Linked DNA regions of Mus musculus: region 1 is linked to region 2. The links are chromatin contacts, called in public HiChIP or PLAC-seq maps. All regions are on one chromosome and are shown on one strand. The core of a region is the stretch at or near the end of the contact, and the rest is flanking DNA. Distances in the headings are between cores, read along the strand shown. Region 1 overlaps Gm35714 (a long non-coding RNA gene). Region 2 overlaps Tiam1 (T cell lymphoma invasion and metastasis 1).

What was found. HiChIP or PLAC-seq counts read pairs in DNA pulled down with a chosen protein or histone mark.
Region 1: an H3K27ac HiChIP or PLAC-seq map of extraembryonic endoderm stem cells shows a contact between it and region 2. The contact joins two enhancer-like sites. A contact is called at or near these places in 1 of 15 datasets of contacts at CTCF or cohesin (the NIH/3T3 cell line), 8 of 484 Hi-C or Micro-C datasets (B cells, CD4 T cells, bone marrow-derived macrophages and 5 more), 17 of 115 datasets of contacts at active chromatin or transcription factors (bone marrow-derived macrophages, embryonic basal ganglia, embryonic forebrain and 10 more) and 4 of 9 other capture datasets (adipose tissue, embryonic stem cells, liver and 1 more).

Annotation. Positions count from the first base shown.
Region 1 is chr16:90,193,088-90,198,677 of GRCm38.p6, reverse strand. It overlaps Gm35714 (a long non-coding RNA gene), which reads left to right. Exons shown (of 3, transcript XR_003951898.1): 2 at 630-788; 3 at 881-1,365. Among named protein-coding and RNA genes, the nearest start is that of Gm35714, 7.9 kb to the left of the region's middle. Within about 2 kb of position 1,752, at least 40 of the 459 cell types and tissues checked have an H3K27ac peak or open chromatin away from gene starts, as enhancers often do. A contact at or near this core is called in extraembryonic endoderm stem cells, where this site is marked.
Region 2 is chr16:89,864,337-89,869,929 of GRCm38.p6, reverse strand. It overlaps Tiam1 (T cell lymphoma invasion and metastasis 1), which reads left to right. Exons shown (of 28, transcript NM_009384.3): 7 at 2,196-2,420; 8 at 4,511-4,696. Among named protein-coding and RNA genes, the nearest start is that of Gm52239, 73 kb to the right of the region's middle. Within about 2 kb of position 2,244, at least 7 of the 459 cell types and tissues checked have an H3K27ac peak or open chromatin away from gene starts, as enhancers often do. A contact at or near this core is called in extraembryonic endoderm stem cells, where this site is marked.

The DNA.
Region 1 (5,590 bases), core at 503-3,002, 330 kb before region 2:
AGAACTTAGTGTGCGTTTAACCCAGTTTAGTGGCGAATTCTTTAGCCTTTGCCTTTTCCACTTGGCAATGCGAGCCACAGACTTAGAACCCAGGATGTTGCCTCCCCAGTGGCAGCAGATCTCATCCTATCTGTCATTGTAATTGGTCTTAATAGCTTCCACCATCTTAGCCAGAGCACCCTTGTCTTCCGAGTTAACCTGTGTGAAGGCAACAGTGGTGCGTGTCTTCCTGTGGACCAGATGCCCCAGCCTGGCCTTTCCCTTGATGATGCAGTAGGGCATCTGTCCAGGGCCTGGGGGAACTGGTTAATGGCAGGAGGTACTTTGAGTCGCTTATAGAGGATGGCTCTTTGCCGCTGCAGCCTGATGTAGCGGGGCCATTTGGTGAAGCGTGTTGGATCTCTTTTGGGCTGGATATCCTGTCTAAGTTCTTGGGCCTTTTCTCAAACAAAGGATTGACCACCTCTTCTGTTTCCTCACGATGGGGGGTGGGGATCACCTTCTTCCCCTTGGCCTTCTTCCCCTTGGGCATCTTGCTTGGCTGGAGGAGAGGGAGTTTGTTTGTTTGTTTGAATTGTTGTCTCATGTAGCCCAGGCTGGCCTCAAACTGTTGATCCTCCTACCTCCAGCTCCAAGGGCTAGAACTGCTGGTGTGTGCCGTCACGCTGGGCCTTTTCCTCTTGTGTATCGCATGGCAAACCACAGAGCTTGGTTACAGACACACAGATCATGACTAACGCAGCTCCAGTCACCTACCCCACACCCTAAGTCGAATGCTGCTCTGCCCTGTAAGTATCCTCCGCTCCACCCTCCACCGTACAGTCTGGGGCCTGGTTGAGGGCTGAGTCTCCCTTCTCAATCTTCTCCGTTCTCCCAACAGCACCACCCTCTGGTGACCAGGCTGCTAACACAGGCGTCTTTGGGAGGCGGTCCAGAGCCCAGCGATTTTCCCTGGAAGATTAGAGGCGAACTGAAATCTTAAAGGGGCAGAGGGTAGGCTCAGAACTAGGGAGAAGAGAAACGTGCCAGGTCCTCCTTGAGGTCAGTCCAGGTTGGGGCAAAAGCGCACCACTGCCAGTTCCTCCAACCCTCCACACGGCCCCAGCGTTTCCTCCGATCTCCGCCCCGCCCACCTCCGCCCCGCCCCCGCTCCTGCTCCTCCAGATGATAAGCCTTGGCTTCCTTCCTGTTGAACTTTGCCCTAGTGGTGGTGCGGTCCTTTCCCACTACCAATATAGCAAAGATAAGAAAGTGAGTACAGGGGTGAGCCCACACCGACTGCACAGGCTGCAAGCCGAGTGAGGTTCCCTCACTCTGAATGCAGCTTGACACCACAGTTGGGTTGGCTTTTCAGACTCCCCCCAACCCCCCCCCCCCCAACCCCGAACTTGCCCTAGGTGTCCTCTGTGCAATCAGTCAGGAACAGGACTGGAACCAGCAATCAATGGGCTCCAACCAGCACTTTGCTTCTACATGGACAGCACAGAGAAAAACTCCAGACGTGACTTCTCTGTCCTTGGAACTTACTGCATTTCTGTCTTCATAAAGTTCACCTATGTGTCCCCTGTGCCTTGTCTTCCCCTTCTGGGATGTTCACATTCTATTTCCCAGTCATGTTTTGTAGTCAAATTGGATTTCCCTTTCTGTGGGCACAGAAACTCACATAAATCCAATGTGATGGCCCGCAGGGCACACACTTACAACAGTGGGTTGCAGAGAGAGTAGATTGTGCAATAAAGAATTCTAAACCTTTGTCCTCAGCTCCTGGGAAACCATATCTCGACTCTTGGGATGACCTGTCTGATAAGAGTGCTGTTAGCTGTACGCCCTTGCGTAATGCCCTATAGTCTAATTTATGGTGAGAGATTTGGACAAGAAATATCAGCCTGACCCCGGAAGTGATTAAAAACTGAGGAGACCAACCGATGGGTCAGCTGCCATGTCCATAAGACTCAACTGTGGCACACTTCTGCCCTGTGCCCTGTCACACTCACTCACACTGTAGCACACTCCTGCCCTGTCACACTCACTCACACTGTGGCATACTCCTGCCCTGAGACTGTCACACTCACAGTCACACTGTGGCACACTCCTGCCCTGTACTCTGTCACACTCACAGTCACACTGTGGCACACTCCTGTCCTGAGACTGTCACACTCACAGTCACACTGTGGCACACTCCTGTCCTGAGACTGTCACACTCACAGTCATACTGTGGTACACTTCTACCCTGTGCTCTGTCACACTCACACTGTGGCACACTCCTGCCCTGCACTCTGTCACACTCACAGTCACACATTTTTTCCAAAAACATTCAATATCACCTAAGACTTCGCTGGTTAAGGACGCAGGGAAGCTTTGCATATGAAACTGTTTTTCCCTCCTTGGATGCTGTCAATCTTTGTCCTTTTGTTTTTTAAAAAAATCATAACTGTAAATATAATTGCTGCCATGTCGTGAACTACTGAATGTAGAAGTAGTAGTGAAACCCTGGCCCTTACTGTCATGAGACATGAGAGAGATCTTGGGAACCAGTGCCCAAAGTCTTTAGTCTTGGGCTAGGACTCTGAACATGTGACTCTAGTCTTGGATTTTCCACTTTCCAGGTAAGCCTTTTGCTCTCTCTGAATCTCCTCATTTCCTCCTTACTGGGAAGACATTATCTGTGTGCCTCCAGGAAGAGGTGCTGTGGGGACTGAGACAGAAGTGGCCAGCTCCATGCAGATGCCATGGTTCAGCACAAGTGTACTGCTTGCCCACTTATGTAGAGGCACATTTGATGACTGTGGCCATGAAGAGCCCATTCCTGTAAGCTGACTAACCACTTCTCTTGTCTGGGGGGAAGAAAAGGAATTGAATATTCCCTGAAGAATAATACTCAAAGCCCAAAAAAAGCCCCTTGTTGGAATTAAGGCCTCTGGGGGCATTTTCACGGTGAATGCCAGCTCTGCACATACGAGAAAACCCCCGAGGTTAGATCAGTTACACTGCACTTGTTGTCCAGCAGAACGGTAATGCCATTGTGTGCTTAGTCTTGAGAATACAAAACAATATGAGGTCTGTAGAGTAGACAAGGAATCCAGGAATCCGAAACGGTATGACAAAGCAGAACTCTCGCTTCAAGATACTTAGGAACTATGAAAATGATCAATAGATGATGGACAGGCAGACATCGGCCTGAAATAAGCTACTATATGTAATTTGTAACTCCAAAAATTCTTTAAACCGTGTCCATATGTAAAAATGTCTTTTGAATAAATTATAGCGTGTCTCACAGTGGAGTACCACATCGCTACAAAAAAAAAAAACGAATGAAGGGGTGGCAAGATGGTTCAGTGAGCTTGCTTTATAGCCCTGGAACTCACTATGTAGCCCAGGCTGGCCTCACAGTAATCCTCATGCCGCAGCCTTCCAAGTACCGGGACTAAGGGGTGAGCCAGCACCCTCTCTTCTCTTTATTCTCTCCTTTTCTGTATAAGGTATGTGTTAGGTTGCCTGTAGTTCTTTGTCTAGGGTTGGGGCTCCACGGGATCTCCCTGGTCCGTGTTAGCCTCTCTGTTGATGCCATCCTTGTTCGGGTCTTGTTTAGGCAGCTATGTTCATGGGTGTAGCTTTTCTGGTATTTTTAGGAGGTGAAATCTCACGGTAGACATCCTATGCCTCTGGCTCTTACAATCCTTCTTCCACTTCTCCCATATTCTTCCACAGTGTTCCCTGAGCCATAGTGCAGGAGCTGTGTTGTGTTGTCCTTGTGTTCTCTGTGTTGTCCTTGTGTTCTCTGTGTTGTCCTGTGTTCTCTGTGTTGTCCTTGTGTTCTCTGTGTTGTCCTGTGTTCTCTGTGTTGTCCTGTGTTCTCTATGTTGTCCCTGTGTTCTCTGTGTTGTCCTGTGTTCTCTGTGTTGCCCTTGTGTTCTCTGTGTTGTCTTTGTGTTCTCTGTGTTGTCCTTGTGTTCTCTGTGTTGTCCTTGTGTTCTCTGTGTTGTCCTTGTGTTCTCTGTGTTGCCCTTGTGTTCTCTGTGTTGTCTTTGTGTTCTCTGTGTTGTCCTTGTGTTCTCTGTGTTGTCCTTGTGTTCTCTGTGTTGTCCTTGTGTTCTCTGTGTTGCCCTTGTGTTCTCTGTGTTGTCTTTGTGTTCTCTGTGTTGTCCTTGTGTTCTCTGTGTTGTCTTTGTGTTCTCTGTGTTGTCCTTGTGTTCTCTGTGTTGTCCTTGTGTTCTCTGTGTTGTCTTTGTGTTCTCTGTGTTGTCCTTGTGTTCTCTGTGTTGTCCTTGTGTTCTCTGTGTTGTCCTTGTGTTCTCTGTGTTGTCCTTGTGTTCTCTGTGTTGTCTTTGTGTTCTCTGTGTTGTCCTTGAGTTCTCTCTGTGCTGTCCTGTGTTCTCTGTGTTGTCCCTGTGTTCTCTATGTTGTCCTTGTGTTCTTTGGGACTGAGCACCACATGACCACTTGTTCTCTACATTTTCATTGGATGTATTTTTCTGAAATGGTCTCTATCAGTTGCAAAGAGTTTCTATATTGAGGAGTGAAAGCTACACTTGTATGTATGTATGTATGTATGTATGTATGTATAAGAGTAAATATTTAGAGTATAGTTAGGGATTATGCTAGCTCAGTGAAGTGGGGCTTATAGATTCTCCTCCAAAATCATGACCTCACTAACCTCAGAAAGTTGCTAAGCTTTCAGTACTAGTTTTGTTGAGCAAACCTTAAGTTCAATTGGAGAGCTGTTGGTTACAACCAAGACATGAGCACTGCTACTGTGCCCTTAAGGTTCTCATGGCATGCTGGTCATTGTAGTTCATAAGAGGTGTGGCTGGGTAAGACTATTGGCTGCTTCCCTTGGAAGCCAAGTGGCATCTTCTGGTACCTACCATGCAAGAAAAGCATGGAAGGAAATTTCAGTGTCAGACCCAGCTCAGGTCCTCCATGTCCTGTGTCCAAATATGTGGTGTCTTTAACAAAAGTGGCTTACCTTCAACTTCTGGGAGGCAACTAGAGACAATAGCAATAGCCTGTGTGTTTTGGGAGCCTCTTAGATTTTCCTAACAACATGGAAGGGTAATTTTCTGATGTAGAATTTTTGTTAAGATAGTCTTATGGCTTTTTCAGGGAGCATTGCCAATTCAAGTGGAAATTTTTCATTTGAAATCTCTATATACAAATATTTATATTATTACATTTAATTTTAGGTGACTAGATAATATGATTTCTTATAACTTTTCAGACATTCTTGCTGTTGTTTGGGCTCCTCCATCCCTCTTCTTTTTTCTCTTTTCTTTTTTTAACTTCCTCCTCTCAGGATTACTCTCCATCCATTTTCTTCATTCCTCACTTCAAATTACTTCTGCTCTGATGTTCCTCTCTCGCGCTTCCCCCACCCCCTACAGTCTCTATTTAATTTCTTGGCTTCTGTGGTTACTTCCAAGTTATACAGTCACATCTGATTTGGAACTGGGACTCTCAGATGGGAGAGAACCTCAGATGTCTTTTTGGTTGTCTTGCCTTCTCGAGAAGTTTTGTCACCTCAATCACTTCCTCCAAAGACCTGGACATTTTTCTTTCTCAAAGACGACTAGATCCTTAGAGTTGGGAATGG
Region 2 (5,593 bases), core at 995-3,494:
ACGTTATTACTTTTCCATCTGAGTTGATTCTTTCACTAACAAAAATAAAAATGTGACCAGGCTTGGTGGCTCACCCTGGTAATCCCGTAGTCACTTGGGAGGCCAAGGATAAAAGATCAAGAGTTTGGGCCACCTAAGCTGTCTTAACCTGTCTCTGAAAACCAGCCCAGATAAACAAATAAAAATCAGGAAACATAACTCAGCCAATCAAAGCAGCCTCTCTTGGGGGGACGGGGGTGGGGCTGGGGGGGCAGGGCTCAGACAGTGCATCAGCCTGGCAGTGGCTGGAGGGGGTCACTGTTTGTGGGAGGAGCTTAAACTCTTTCAGGGGAAAGGTGTAAGACAAGGAACTTGACAGGGAAGATAAGGCTAAGTTCTTCAGGAGTCGGTGTTCTTGCTTCTATGCAGAAGGCAACTCCTTGCCCATAATTACCATGATTACCCCTCGGAGTCGCCTGTGGCCGTAGTGCTCCCACCTCATGCTCTCTCCCTGCTCAGTCTGCAGAAATCCATTCCATCTGCTCGCCAGTCACTCTCTCTGTCCAGTTCTGAGCACGTGCAGACAGACGATGGAAGTCTTTATCCGCAACGCGTTTCTCTTTATAAGCACAGCAACCATCGAATCTTTCAGGCTTCTTAGCTGGTTTTCTCGCAAGACATTTTTAATATTGGACGCTATTTCTTTGGAGGAATACAAAGCTTTCGGATTCAGGATGATTATCGATGGCTTCTGTTGTCCTTTAACTAAAATTTCCATTCTTAGGCACCGAGGAATAATATGCTGGAGGGGGGCAGGGGTCCTGATAAGAATTTTGTTGGTAAGCCAACCAGCGAGTTAGGTAAAAATACAGATTACTGCCCTGCAAGGGAAAAATGATGGCAGCAGCCACCTTAGTGTCGCAGTGACTGAGCCAGTCATTTCTTCAGCTAAGCTAAACCCGGTGCCTTTACGGAGTTCTTTGGGCTTAAGGGAATACCTGGAAAAGTTCGTCATCTCCATTTTTACAAATATTTCCTGACTGATCTCCTAGTTTTGAAAAAAGTGTTTTTATTAATATTTTGGAGAATTTTATATAACCTATTTTGATTATACTTGCCCATCCCCCAACTCCTCCAGATCTTTTTCCACCTCCCTCCCTACCCACCTGTCTGTCTGTCTATCTGTTTGTCTCTTCCCACGCCATCTCTAACTTCCTCTTTGTCTCTCTTTTAACCCATTGAGTCAAGTTTGTGTTGGAGACTGCTCCTTGGTGTGGAGCCTGCTCACCCTGGAGTATGACTGATAAACCAGATGTCTCATCGTTAGAGCAAAGAGATGCCCCTCTCACAGCAGCAGTCAAATACCAGTAGCTCCCCGGCTAGGCTGAGCTAGGGGTGAGCTAGGCTGAGCTAGGGGTGAGCTAGGCTGAGCTAGGGGTGAGCTAGCCTGAGCTAGGGGTGAGCTAGGCTGAGTTAGCCTGAGCTAGGCTGAGCTAGGGGATGAGCTAGCCTGAGCTAGGTTGAGCTAGGGGTGAGCTAGCCTGAGCTAGGTTGAGCTAGGGGTGAGCTGGGGTGAGCTCGGGGTGCCTACTCCACCCTTTCATCCTGGGGATTTGGTCTGGTTTGAGCTTGTACAGATCATGTGAATTTTTTAATAACAAGTTATCACATGAGTTTTTGCCCCCAAATGTTGCCACTTTTGCCTTGCAGAGCATCTTTGTCTTATGCTATCCCTATTTGGGGGTCACCTGTCCCTTGGCATGGGCCACATAATGCTCTCAAGTGTTCTCGTTAAACAAACAAGCTGTTGGTGGTTTGTGAGTGGCTCACTGCTGCACATGGATGCATTCCTGGAGACCTGGAGGCTGTACTGGTCCTGGCCGCCTTGAGCCTCTCCTTGCCCTGGTTTTGATAGAGCTGCTTAAGACTGGGTGCGTTGGTTGTTAGCATGCAGCTTGTTCAAGGGTGCTGTTTGAGGGGGTGTGGTGTGGGGTTGGGGTTAGCCCTCCTTTGTGGATTTCTAGAAGGGGTGTGTTAAGGTAGGTTTGTGTGTGTGTGTGTGTGTGTGTGTGTGTGTGTGTGTGGTCGGTCTGTCTGTCTTGTCTGTCTGTCTAGACCTGACACCTGGCCTCAGAGACACTGCCTCCCGGGACTCACTGCTAGTTTCTGTGACCTTGTATGAAGAGGCTTCTTCTCCCTGCTCCCTTCTCCTGTAGACCACGAGCCAGACAGAGCTGGAGAACTGGATCACCGCCATCCACTCTGCCTGCGCAGCTGCCGTCGCAAGGCACCACCACAAGGAGGACACGCTCCGCCTCCTCAAGTCGGAAATCAAGAAGCTGGAGCAGAAGATCGACATGGACGAGAAGATGAAGAAGATGGGGGAGATGCAGCTGTCTTCCGTCACCGACTCGAAGAAGAAGAAGACCATCCTAGACCAGGTGACCGACCGCCTTTGTGCGTCTGGAGCGGGCCAGATTTGTTAGCGCTTTTGTTTTTTTGTTGCTGTCTGGGGATCCTGAAACAGCTTCTGTTCTCTCGGAGACAGCCTGTCACCCAGACTGGTAAACTCTTTATTGTGACTGTCAGATTTCCTCGCCCTTTGTTCAGAGTTGATTGTTTTTGCGCTGACGGGAACGATAAGACATTGAACAGAAGGCAGAAATGGGAGGGGAGGGCCTTCCGAATCCTTCCAGTCCACGTGTTTCCAGGGGAATCTGTGCCATTTGAAATCTATGATGTCCTTCCTCACCTTATCATAGGGCTCACCTGTGCGGAGGATTCCTGGCTCCTCAGTGAACTCACATTTAAAAAGTGACGGGTGTTTCTCAAAGTCCACTCAGCTCGCCCTCACTACACATTGGGAATTGGTTTCAAGAACCTTGCAGAATCCCAAATCTGTGTGTGCCCTGGTCCTTGACATAAAAGATGGCGTCGTATGTTTTCATAACCCATCCCTGCATCATTTGTGGTACCTGGTAGATATGTTATGTAAATAATTGCTGTGCTGTGGTGTTTAAGGAATAATGACAAGGCAAAAGTCTGTACGTGGTCACTATAGCTATAGGGTACAGAGTGCCCTTTGTTCTATTCTTTCTGTTATTGGTTGCTGTAAATTCACAAAGCAACTCACAAGGCAAATTCGCATAGCAAAAAAACCATTTGAATCGAACAACAGCTTAGCGGTCAGCGCATGTGAGATATTAGGTGCCACTTCCCACATCCAGTTCTAGAAGGAACCTAACTCCGTGTTTGCCTCCCTCAGCCTCTGGCTCCCTGTCTTGAGAGGTTTCCCTTTGAGTTGTTCCCTAATAATGTATTCGCTTAGTATGCGACCCTTTCGCCTGCCTTCTTCCCTTAGCAGGGCCTCTTGGAGTTGATGTGCACCCCCTCGCTTACACATCGGCACACCTTCCTCCTTCGGGCCCCGTTCCTTATTCCCTGTCCAGACACACCCCTGGACCGTCTCTCCTTAGATGAGCATTTGAGCCATTTGCAGCTTCTCGGCTGCTGGGAATACTGCCGTCACGAGCGTCTGGGTTCTCACGGAGTTTTACCAGAGATTAGAAAGGGAGATGTCACTGATGACCCCTCAGCTCTCACGTTGTCCTTTTTGAAAATTTGACTTTAAGTGTGTGAGTGTCGTTTGTGGCGTGTCTGGGCATCGCGCACATTCTTGGTGCCCACAGAGGTTAGAAGAGGGCATCGGAACCGCTAGAGATGAAGTTATAGGCAGTCATGAGCTGTCCCGTGGGTGCTGGGAACAGACCCCGGGTCCTGTCAGAGCAACAAGAGCGTTTAGCTGCTGAGTCATCTCTCCAGCCCCAGGAGCTTACAGTCTGTGTCAGCGTGTTATTCTTGAATGCACCTCACCCCTCTGTGATCTTGCTTGAATGTCATATCAGTAGCTAGAGGATATCTTGCCACTTTGAGTGACAGAGACACGTGTGTGGGCACTAGCTGTGGGTGGGACCCCTTACCCAGTATCTGGGTCTCCACCACTGACAGCTTCCTACCTCCAACCCTTTCTTACCACCCCGTGCTTACCGTGTTTACCAAAGCCTTTAGTTTATTTGCTTTTGACCTTTAACTGACTTTCTTTTTCTTTTCTTTCCTTGGTAAAAGCTCTCTCTTAGCCCACATGAAAGTTCCCTGGTACTGGGAATCCCTCCATTTTCATTCCTTCCATCTTAGGTTAGTGGTCAGAAATTACACACACACACACACACACACACACACACACACACACACTCTCCATGACCCATGACATCTTGGCTAGGAGAGCACCAGTAACTAACAATGTACTTTGTTTCTGATACTGAGTTTATGGTTACAGGTCTTTGTAAACAAGAGCGCATGCACCCTAAGAGACACCCCCCCCCCCGTTGTTTACCCTCTGGGATTATAATTGTGCCTTACGATAAACAGATCTGCAAGGCTCTTGGAGAAGACGGTGGCTAACGTTTGCTCTTACCTTCCCTGACCCTTTTCTCTCCCCCTGTCTCCTCCCCCCCCCCCCCCACGACTGTAGATCTTCGTTTGGGAGCAGAACCTCGAACAGTTCCAGATGGACCTGTTCCGATTCCGCTGTTACCTCGCCAGCCTCCAGGGCGGGGAGCTGCCAAACCCCAAAAGGCTGCTTGCTTTTGCGAGCCGGCCCACGAAGGTGGCCATGGGCCGCCTCGGGATCTTCTCCGTGTCATCTTTTCATGCCCTGGTGAGTAGAAGCAAGTGACTTTTGGGGAATATTCACCTCAAGGCTTACTCCTGAACAGGACCTGACAGAGATTCTGTAGCGTCCCCTGGTTCTGGCTCATACAGATTTCCAAAAAGGCTTCACTTGGCAGGTCATGCAAAAAATTTATTTGAACCTTTGTGGAAATGCGCTTACATAAATCTCTCTGGATAGGGCTGAAACTATTGTGTAAAGGAAACTCACACTCCTACCCCCTGTCCATAGTATAGGGAATTGCAGCTCTCCCACAGATCTTTGTGGAGACTGGAGGTCTCACTCTGTCATAGTTTGATGGCTGCAACTATATGGTGTGTTTGAGGAAGGCCAAGTTTCAGTGAGGAAGTAGCCGAACACTTGCTCTCCTAAAGAAGGAGGCTTTTGTCTGACCCCGAGAGCAAGCAGCAGGTTGTGTGCTGTACTGTGTTGACAATCTGTAATCTTGAACACTTGCTAAATTACAAACAGCTTTGTGTACTTTGGGTCCATTTCTGCCAAAGGGGAAAAACAACCCGTGTACAAGCAACACGTTGTAGCCAATGTAGGGAGACGTCCTCATAATGTAGGGGTACCGCACCCGTGACACATTTGCTGTCGAATTAGATAGATGTTAAATGTTAGGGTCCAGACAGAGCTGCCCTGGGAAGTCTCAGCTGAGTGACAGCTGAGCCCTCCACCGAATTCTGAGCTATAATTCTGCCCAAGGTGTGTTTGCATTCTTTGTAAATAGATTTGTATCATCATTCAGATAGTTAGAAGGAGATTTACATTTTGAAAGCGGTCTTAAACACCAATTTCTAGAGTTTGTTAAAACCGTCATATCTGCTAATTTCATCCCTACTTGCCCATCTCTCTGGCTGTTACAGTTTTGTTTTTGTCTGT